Linked DNA regions of Sus scrofa: all the other regions are linked to region 1. The links are chromatin contacts, called in public Hi-C maps. All regions are on one chromosome and are shown on one strand. Each heading gives the region's core, a stretch centred on a gene start, on an enhancer-like site or on the middle of the called end of the contact. The rest is flanking DNA. Distances are from core to core; before and after follow the strand shown. Region 1 has its middle 120 kb from the start of TRNAD-GUC. Region 2 has its middle 190 kb from the start of GAS1. Region 3 has its middle 32 kb from the start of ZCCHC6.

Region 1 (3,357 bases), core at 451-2,950:
GCTAGGGGTCAAGTCGGAGCTACAGCTGCAGCTACAGCTGCCTACACGACAGCCACAGCAATGCCACGCCCAAGCCACGTCTGCAACCTACACCACAGCTCACAGCAATGCTGGATGGCTAACCCAGTGAGTGAGGCCAGATTTTGAACCTGCCTCATGGTTACTAGTTGGGTTCATTACTGCTGAGCCACAACAGGAACTCCTAAATATATCTTAATATTGGGAACTTTGGGAAAAGTCTTTATGGATAACAATGGGGAGAGTAGCAGGACGTTTTGACCCAGATGACGTGCATATGAGCATCAGAAATGCAGTTTTAGGAGTTCTCTTATGGTGCAGCAGGTTAAGGATCTGGTGTTGTCACTGCACTGGCCTGGATGGCTGCTGTGGTGGGAGTTTGATCCCTGGCCTGGGAACTTCCACATGCTGCAGGCACAGCCAAAAATAAATCCCAAACAAACAAACCAAAGGAATGCCGTTTCAGGAATACTGTTATGGCGGGTGCGGTGGGTTATGGATCTGGCGTTAACACAGCAGCAGCCTGTGTCGTTGCTGTGGCTCGGGTCTTATCCCTGGCCCAGGAACTTATACATGCCGTGGGTGAGACCAAAAAAAAACAAAAAAACCGAAACCCCAAAAACCAACAAGCAAAAAGAAGAAATGCAGTTTCAGAGAAAAACACGTTGTGTTGTACAACATTGAACTTCGTTATGGTTTCACTTCTCCATATTTTATTAACATTTCCAGGAGTTCCTGTCATGGCGCAGTGGTTAATGAATTCAACTAGGAGCCTTGAGGTTGCAGGTTCGATCCCTGGCCTTGCTCAGTGGGTTAAGGATACGGCATTGCTGCGAGCTGTGGTGTTGGTTGCAGATGTGTCTCAGATCCTGCATTGCTGTGGCTGTGGTGTAGGCCGGTGGCTACAGCTCCAACTGGACCCCTAGCCTGGGAACCCCCATATTCCGCGGGAGCGGCCCTAGAAAAGGCAAAAAGACAAAAAAAAAAAAAAAAAATTCCAAACTTGCCTCATCTTCCTGGACTGTCTTTAAAAGTTTTCTGCTCCCCCCCCCTTTTTAATTCCCAGTTTTGCAGCTGTTTTTAAATACTCTGGCTTTGCCATGTTTTCTTGGCTTTGATGATACATGGGCCCTAATTTACCTGGTGATAAAAGAGGTCTCATAGAGAAATCCCCAAAGTTAAACAGCTAAGCCAGTTTCCCCTGACTTAAAATGGATTTTGGTCACACGATAGTCAACACACAAAATATGGGAGATGAAAAAAGCAAATGAATCATGCATAACCCCAAAGAGAGCAGCAAAAATCTCTTAAGACTCTTCTGAGAAAAAATTTCTAACACGGAACCTGAGACTCATGTTCCGTTGTCCTTGGAGACACTGGGACCCATAGCTGTGTTCTCTTGAGATTATTTTCTTGGCTAAGAAAAAATACGCACACACACGGTAATTTAGAAAAACTGACTTACGGAGACGATCTGCTTTGCCAAGGGAAGGGAGAGGACCCAACTTTATTATGATTGTGAGTCATTTCTTTTCCTTGGTTCTGTGAAAAGTTTGTTATAAAGCGCATTGAATGTTACTTGGGAATAAAACCGATGTTTGGGACTCACTTGTAAAACAGGAATTCATTCATTCACATAATTAAACATCATTTTAACTTCAAGGTGCTATAAAAAATGACACTGGCTGTTGAAGATCTGCCTGTTTCCGGATCTGTCAGTTGTTTGTTTAGAAGCCTTTCTGGAACCTCTCCTGTGCTGTTTTTTTTTTTTTTTTTTTTTTTTTTTTTTTTTTTTTGTCTTTTTAGGGATGCGCCCACAGCATAGGGAGGTTCCCAGGCCAGGGGTGGAATCAGAGCTGCAGATGCTGGCCTGCGCCACAGCCACAGCAACATAGGATCCAAGCTGTGTCTTCCACCTACACCATAGCTTGCAGCAATGCAGGATCCTTTAACCTGCTGAGCGAGGCCAGGGGTCGAACCCGAGTCCTCATGGGTACTAGTCGGGTTCGTTACTGCTGAACTGAGGTCCCACGATGGGAATTCAAGGTCAGGCTTCGCGTTGTGGTCAACTGCTCGGCTTTCTGGCTGAATAGTGCAAAGAGAGTGACCTGTCTTTTATCCCAGTTTGACCTAACTTGGCTGAAGAGCTTGAGTACCCAGACAGGAGTTCCAGGCCAAAGGGAGCCCAGGAGAGTAGGGCTTCAGGGCCCCCCTTTCAGCCAGGTCCCAGAGAGGATGGGGGTTCAGCTGAGAATCATGCCTAGAGAACCCACCTCTCTTGATAAGTTCCAAAGGAACTGGGGTTCTGGGGAGTGAGCGAAGGCCCCAGGAGCAGGGTTGGTGCAGCCACAAGCACACAGAGGGGATTGGAGAGCACAGCAGAGAGCCGAGACTGTCTACAAAATTACCCCCCGGGGGCCACTCTAGTGTACTTGTCACACGGCCCGAGGCAAGGTCAGAAACTTTAAAGTCCTTGGTTGTCCTGAAACCATGTTTTTTGTTTTTTTTTTTGAACTCAACCTTGTTTATTTCATTATTTATTTATTTGTCTTTTGAGGGCCGCACCCACAGCATATGGAGGTTCCCAGGCTAGGGATCAAATCAGAGCTGTAGCTGCAGGTCTACGCCACAGCCACAGCAACGCGGAATCTGAGCTGCATCTGTGACCTACACCACAGCTCCTGGCAACGCCGCATCCTTAACCCACTGAGCGAGGCCAGGGATCAGACCCGCGTTCTCATGAACACTAGTCGGGTTCTTAACCGGCTGAGCCACGATGGGAACTCCTGAGCTCAAGGTTAATTGAATTTGGTTTCAAAATAATGTGGGAGGTGAGGGGATAAGGGGTTTGATTTAGACCCTTAGAAAGCGGGTGGGGAGGTCAGTGCAGGAAAACAGGGGAACCCCAATTCCCACCCCTGTCTTTATGTCAATGACTGGGGAGAATCTGGGAAAAGTGCATGGTTCTGGGCACTTTTTTACAGGTGAAGAAACTGTCCCTATGGGATTTTGGGGTCCTCTTACTATTAAGGGTCAGACAGGAGATTGGTCTGTTTTTCCAGACAAACCCCGAGCTTCCCTTGTTTGGGGTTTGGGGGGTGGCTAAGGCCCTGCTTTATGTTCAGGCCTTACAAGAAAAACACATAAAAGGACATCTGACTATGTTAAAATAAAGAGACTGTCTGGGAGTTCCCGTCATGGTGCAGCAGAAACGAATCCGACTAAGAACCACGATGTTGCAGGTTTGATGCCTGGCCTTGCTCAGAGGGTTAAGGATCCGGTGTTGCCATGAGCTGTGGTGTGGGTCACAGATGCGGCTTGGATCTGGCGTTGCTGTGG
Region 2 (3,302 bases), core at 517-3,016, 590 kb after region 1:
GAACTCTTACATTGAAAAAGGAGATTCTACTCCGAATCCTAAACGGCAAGGCAGTTGGTGATGGTTTGGATCTAGAGAATTTAGGTCATCGGATGTCACTGGAAAGAAAGAGTGAGAGCACGTTACTAATGGAGCAGTGTATTTCTTTCTTTCTTTCTTTCTTTCTTTCATTCTTTCTTTCTTTCTTTCTTTCTTTCTTTCTTTCTTTCTTTCTTTCTTTCTTTCTTTCTTTCTTAGTTTCTTTCTTTCTTAATTTCTTTCTTTCTTAATTTCTTTCTTTCTTTCCTTCCTTCCTTCCTTCCTTCTTTCCTTCCTTCTTTCTTTCTTTCTTTTCTTTCTTTCTTTCCTTCCTTTTCTTTTTTTAGGGCTGCACCCACAGCATATGGAGGTTCCCAAGCTAGGGGCCGAATCAGAGCTGCAGTTGCTGGCCTACACCACAGCCCCAGCAACACCAGATCCAAGCCACGTCCACGACCTACACCACAGCTCATGGCAACAGCGGATCCTTAACCCACTGAACAAGGCCAGGGATCAAATCTGCATCCTCATGCTTACTAGTCAGGCTCGTTACCGCTGAGCCACAACAGGGACTCCTGCGAGGCAGTGTATTTTCTAAAGGCGAATATTGGACAAACCTCTCCACCTCATGAGCATGAATGTCATGGGGCAGGGGGCAGGCAGGTGTTGGTGGGCAAGGCAGCTGGCTTCTCCCCAGAATGAGTGCCAATCACCTGCCATCCTCAGTTCAGGGCAAGGTGGGGACCCCCGTGCCAGCTGCTGGGACTAGCAGGGTGTCCTTTGGCTGTGCTATTAGGTTAGTTCTTCTTGTTAAAATAGCTGGGAAATTGAAGAATATTTTAATCTTTTTTTTTTTTGTCTTTTTGCCATTTCTTGGGCCTCTGCCATGGCATATGGAAGTTCTCAGGCCAGGGGTCGAATCAGAGCTATAGCCTCCAGCCTACACCACAGCCACAGTAATGCAGGATCCGAGCCGTGTCTGCAACCCACACCACAGCTCATGGCAATGCCAGATCCTTAACCCACTGAGCAAGGCCAGGGATCGAACCCACAACCTCATGGTTCCTAGTCGGATTAGTTAACCACTGAGCCATGACAGGAACTCCAAGAATATTTTAATCATCTTTAACAGGCTTTCAAGATACTACAAGCATCAAAGGCCATACATGTCCTCCAAGGCAACTATTATGAGCCTAGAAGAAAGGAATATGGGAGGATAAGAAGTGATCTCACATTGAGAACTTTGTCTAGATACTCATGTTGCAACAGAACAAAGGGTGGGGAAAAAATGTAATTGTAATGTATACATGTAAGGATAACTTGATCCCCTTGCTGTACAGTGGGAAAATAAAATAATAAAATAAAATAAAATAAAAAGTGATCTCAGCCTCTGCAAGAACTTAGCAGATGTAAGACCAATGACATGAAATAATTTAAAAATACTCTAGGATTAGATAGATGAAAGATAGATAGCTAGATAGATAGATAGGTAGATAGATATGCCATGACTATGAATTTTTCCCCACAACACTTGAGTGTAAGAGAGAGACCACTTTCTTATCTTCCAGAGCACAAAAGTCCCATTCCAGGTTCCTACCTAAGTGACCAGGAGGACGTCTGCTATCAGTATTTGTGCTCCCTTCCCTCCTCCACAACATTACAGAAGAATCCCTGGCTACCCCAGCCCTCAGTCTATGAGAGACCAGCTTCTCTCATCCCTTCTAAGTCTGCTGTTGGGCTGGCCCAGCGAGGCAGCCACCAGCACATATGAGACAGACATGGATCCTCCCTTAACCTTTCAAGCCTCAATGTTGGAGAATAGTCCACAGCAGCCACTGGACATGTCCCCCAAGGCTCCACTCCCTCCCGAGCTATGAGGGGTAGGCATGGGTCTTTGACATACCCAGCCCAGGTGAAACACAGCATAAAATTATATATAGGGAGTTCCTATCATGGCACAGCAGATGGTATCCATGAGGATGCGGGTTTGATCCCTGGCCTCACTCAGTGGGTCAGGGATCTGGCATTGCTGTGAGCTGTGGTGTAGGTCACAGACATGGCTCAGATCCTGCGTTGCTGTGGCTGTGGGGTAGAAGGGCAGCAGCTGTAGCTCCAATTTCAACCCCTAGCCTGGGAACTTCCATATGCCAAGGGTGCAGCCCTAAAAACCTTAAAAAAAAAAAAAAAAAAAAAAAAAACCAAGGCAAAAATGACTATCTCTAGAGCTCATCCCCAGAGATTTATGTAAATGTGGTACAAGATGATGGTACCTTGCCAAGCAGGGTCTTAGTTAAGAAGACAAAGGATTTCACTACCCAGTGCTAGACTGAGCAGAATGGAAGTAATTTATAGCTTTTCGAAGGATCACTCTAAACCATTCAAGTTACATGTTTGACCGGAAAGGCCAAAGTGGCCAGGACAACACATCAGAGAGGGCCTTGAACTTACCTTTGGCCAATGGAAAATGCCTCTGGGTCACCCACACTTTGCTGAAGTCCAGCGACACATCTTCATTTTGCAGCCACACCTTTCTTCTTTTCTCTTTTTCTCTGGATCCTCCTCCCCCTTCTTCCCCTCCCTCTCTTCCTCCTTCTCCTCCTCCTCCTTCATCTCCTCCTCCTCCTTCTTCTTCTCCTCCTTCTTCTTCTTCCTCTTCTTATTCTTCTTCTCCTCCTCCTCCTTCTCTCCCTCCTCTTTCTTATTCTCTCTTTCTTTCTCTCCATCCGTCCCTCTCCATCCCGTTACTTTACAGGCTGAAGTAGTGATTTTTCAGGTTTCTCCTTGTAAAGCTCTTACAATGAGAGTTTTACTGTCCCCTTTCCATACTGTCCCCTTTGGAAGGAAGTCACTACGTGCTGCAGCCCATACTTCAGAAGGGAAGGGTTATAGTCTGCCTCGTCAATGATTATATTGTGACATAAATTATTGACAATGCTTCTGCACCTGAAATTTGTCTCTTCTTCCTCATTTATTTTTGATTTGATCATTTACTGATGTCAGAATGGACTCATGGATATTTATTTTACACTTTGGATTATAACCCTATAGTATTGTGTTTATTTTGTTGCTGAAATTGTTCCAGCTTTGGCCCTTTCATTTGGTTCTTGTGTTCCTTTGACAGACCCCCGTTACTATGCTATTTTGTTTTGTCTTGTTTGAGTGCTTCCTTACTTTCTGTCATTACAAAATGCTCAAGGCCAATCTTATATATTTCCTGCACCAGTCCTAGAATTAACCATTTATCCGAGGAGTCCTGCTTCTTTTTATTAGAAAATGGTATTAGA
Region 3 (3,116 bases), core at 426-2,925, 860 kb after region 1:
GTCCAGGAGGCCACCCTCTCCTGGGAGGAATCTGGAGCCAGACTTCTAAGTTAAATCCAACCTCTATGACTTAACAACATATGGTCTTGGATGAGTAACTTAACCTCTCTGAGCCTTGTTTTCCTCATCTGTAAGGACAGAATTAATGGTAACAGTAACCATCTTCTAAGGCTGTGTGACTTGAAGTGTATTGAGCATTTACATGGCTGTATTATTCATTCATAGAGCTGCTTGATATTCACTGAGCACTGATTTTAATGCTCTGCCTTCAGAGGACAAAGTAGAAGAAAGGCATGTAAACAAATCAATGCAGTGAAGTGCTCTCAGGCTCTGAAAAGACATCCAAAGGACATGACAGGGGTTCCCAAGGGGTAAGAGACACTGTGTGTATGTGGGATGGAGCAGGGGCACGGGATATCCGAGAAGGTTTTATGAAAGAAGTACCACTAGAACAGAGCATTTATTTAACTTAAAAAAAAAAAATCTTTTTGCTATTTCTTGGGCCCCTCCCACGGCATATGGAGGTTCCCAGGCTAGGGGTCGAATCAGAGCTGTAGCCACCGGCCTATGCCAGAGCCACAGCAACGCAGGATCCGAGCCGCGTCTGCGACCTACACACCACAGCTCACGGCAACGCCGGATCATTAACCCACTGAGCAAGGCCAGGGTCCGAACTGCAACCTCATGGTTCCTAGTCGGATTCATTAACCACTGCACCACGACGAGAACTCCTATTTAACTTAAAAAATTTTTATTCATTCCTCAGGTTGAGAGAAATAGGGAAATAGGTCACTCCAAACAGAGAGAGGGAGAGAGAAGAGGAAAGCATCGTCTGTTCAGGAGGCTGTGATTAGCTCAGCATAACAGGAACAGCTCCAAGATGAGGTGCAGCACAGAAAAGGCTAGTGAAACAGGAGCCAAATCAGAGAAGTCTTTGTTTTCCCCCCAACGAGGGCAGACCAACTACCTGGCAAGCGGGAATCACCCCAACCCCACAGAGGCATTTTCTTTGGTTCGTTTCGTATCCAAAGGTCACAGAGCAAAAGAGAGGAAAGAATAAACTTTTTTTTTTTTTATTGCCGAAATCTTTTTTTTTTTTTTTTTTTTATTTTCCCACTGTACAGCAAGGGGGTCAGGTTATCCTTACATGTATACATTACAATTACATTTTTTCCCCCACCCTTTGTTCTGTTGCAACATGAGTATCTAGACATAGTTCTCAATGCTATTCACTTTTAAGCCTGCTTGAGTATTTCCAAAGTATCCTGGCAATGTTAGAGCTGCCAAGGCCAGTCATTCCTTGATCGGTTATCACTAAGCACCCAGAGGCGACAGGACAATCATTAGCAGTGGCAAGTTTCCTTGATAAATGCATCCGCACTTTGCATAATTCCCAGTTTCCCTTGCGTGCTCCCAGCATGCACTACTCCTACGCTGGGCACCAGAGGCTAAAGCAAGATGGCAGCTCCCAGAGGAAGGCCTTCAATTACCTTCAACAAGCATCTGGGCATAAGCCCCCGTCCTAGGTGATTATGGCCACAGGTTAAACTAGCGGTTCCTCCTAATTAATAGCTTGGAGTATTGAAGAAACCAGAAGTGACCACAACTCTCCAAGTTTTTGGAAAAGCCCAGCTGGCTGAGTGTCAGCCTTCTGTTAGGCCAAACCTTGGTGTGTTGTTTAACCACATCACCCTTTCCTGGAATCTGGCCCTTTGGCTGACACTCTTCTGTGGAGACAGAGTGTCCCTCTTGTGGTTCACAAATACCATTTAAGCTTTTCTTCTGCCTCAGCATTCCCGTTTCTTATCCTGTCGGCTTCTTCCAATCCATTCTTCTCTTCCCTCAGAAATAGGCTGAGTCTTTTCTCATCCATTGTTTTAGTTTATTTTCTTCAGATTTATTTTTCTTTTCCTTCAAAACACCCTGTATCCCTTCCTTTCCCTGCTCCTTGATTTATCTGTTTCTCTCCGTTCCTCTGCCCTCCTCCCTTTTTCTTTCACTTTCTGTCCTTCTTTGATTTTTAATTGACCTCAGATGCAAACAAATAGATTAATTATGGTGTTATGTTTCATGATCATTCCAGCAGGTTCCATGCATGGCCTTCTTTTAGTTGGTTCATGTTTTTTCTAATTATTTCCTTTAGTAATGTAGCAAGCACTAGTGAATCTAACAACCACTGAAAAAAAATGGGGGAATCTTACAAAATCCTACAGCAAAAGCTTTGGTAGCCTTTTACTCCATCCCCTGGCTCCCCCACCCATGGTGACCACCATGACAAATCCTGACCATCATTCCTTCTTTTATTTTAATACAGTTTTATTGTTTCTACATACAGTTCTGCAAAAAAAAATCTTAAGCTAATTTTTTAATTTTATGAAGTGCTGTATCTATTTTTTTCCTTTGTTTGCCTTACTTAATAGAGGTTTTCTAATTTTGAAATAAGTTCAAACTTACAAAAAACTTTCAAGGATAGTACAGCAAACTCCTATACAGCCTTACTGATATATATTATTTATATATTATTTATGCATTTGTTTATAGAGAATTCTTACTCCCCAACTCATTTGAAAATAGGTTGCATATATCTTGCCTCTTTGCCCCATAACACATCAGCGTGTTTTCTAAGAACAAGGAGGATCTCTTACATAACTACAAATGAGGAAATTTAACACTGACACTATACCTACATTTTACCAGCAGTCCATTTTTAAGTTTTGTCAACTGTCCCAATAATAGAATTTGTTTAATACAAAAATCTGATCCAGAATTGCACATGGTATTCAGTTGTGTGTCTCTGGTCTTCTTTAATCTCAAACATTTCTTCCAATATTCTTTGCTCTTCATGACATTTAATATTTGTCTGATATTTTATTAACATCACTCAACTTGGGTTCTCCCGATGTTTCTTTTTGATGGCATTCCAAATAGACATTTTGGCAGGAATACTATAGAAGTGATGCTATGTGCTATGTTCTCAGTAAGTCACCTCCAGAGGCCCCCTCATTGGTGACATTAGCTTTGATCCCTTGGTTACAGTGCTTCCCTGTTTATCCAGATGATACGTTTGCATATATTCTTTGAGAAATTACTATTTCACCTAATTACACTGCTAAGAT

The links. A called contact is a pair of places that touch in the nucleus more often than the background predicts.
Region 2: a contact with region 1 is called in a Hi-C map of omental adipose tissue, with 2.2 times the contacts expected there. The contact joins two enhancer-like sites. A contact is called at or near these places in 1 of 5 promoter capture datasets (liver), 7 of 47 Hi-C or Micro-C datasets (embryonic fibroblasts, epiblast stem cells, liver and 4 more) and 1 of 2 datasets of contacts at active chromatin or transcription factors (skeletal muscle).
Region 3: a contact with region 1 is called in a Hi-C map of retroperitoneal adipose tissue, with 5 times the contacts expected there. The contact joins two enhancer-like sites. A contact is called at or near these places in 2 of 5 promoter capture datasets (fetal skeletal muscle and liver), 26 of 47 Hi-C or Micro-C datasets (adipocytes, adipose tissue, alveolar macrophages and 17 more) and 2 of 2 datasets of contacts at active chromatin or transcription factors (alveolar macrophages and skeletal muscle).

The regions. Positions count from the first base shown.
Region 1 is chr10:28,102,346-28,105,702 of Sscrofa11.1, forward strand. No RefSeq gene overlaps it. Among named protein-coding and RNA genes, the nearest start is that of TRNAD-GUC, 120 kb to the right of the region's middle. Within about 2 kb of position 1,701, at least 8 of the 83 cell types and tissues checked have an H3K27ac peak or open chromatin away from gene starts, as enhancers often do. A contact at or near this core is called in omental adipose tissue and retroperitoneal adipose tissue, where this site is marked.
Region 2 is chr10:28,695,950-28,699,251 of Sscrofa11.1, forward strand. No RefSeq gene overlaps it. Among named protein-coding and RNA genes, the nearest start is that of GAS1, 190 kb to the left of the region's middle. Within about 2 kb of position 1,767, at least 1 of the 83 cell types and tissues checked has an H3K27ac peak or open chromatin away from gene starts, as enhancers often do. A contact at or near this core is called in omental adipose tissue, where this site is marked.
Region 3 is chr10:28,962,441-28,965,556 of Sscrofa11.1, forward strand. No RefSeq gene overlaps it. Among named protein-coding and RNA genes, the nearest start is that of ZCCHC6, 32 kb to the right of the region's middle. Within about 2 kb of position 1,676, at least 7 of the 83 cell types and tissues checked have an H3K27ac peak or open chromatin away from gene starts, as enhancers often do. A contact at or near this core is called in omental adipose tissue and retroperitoneal adipose tissue, where this site is marked.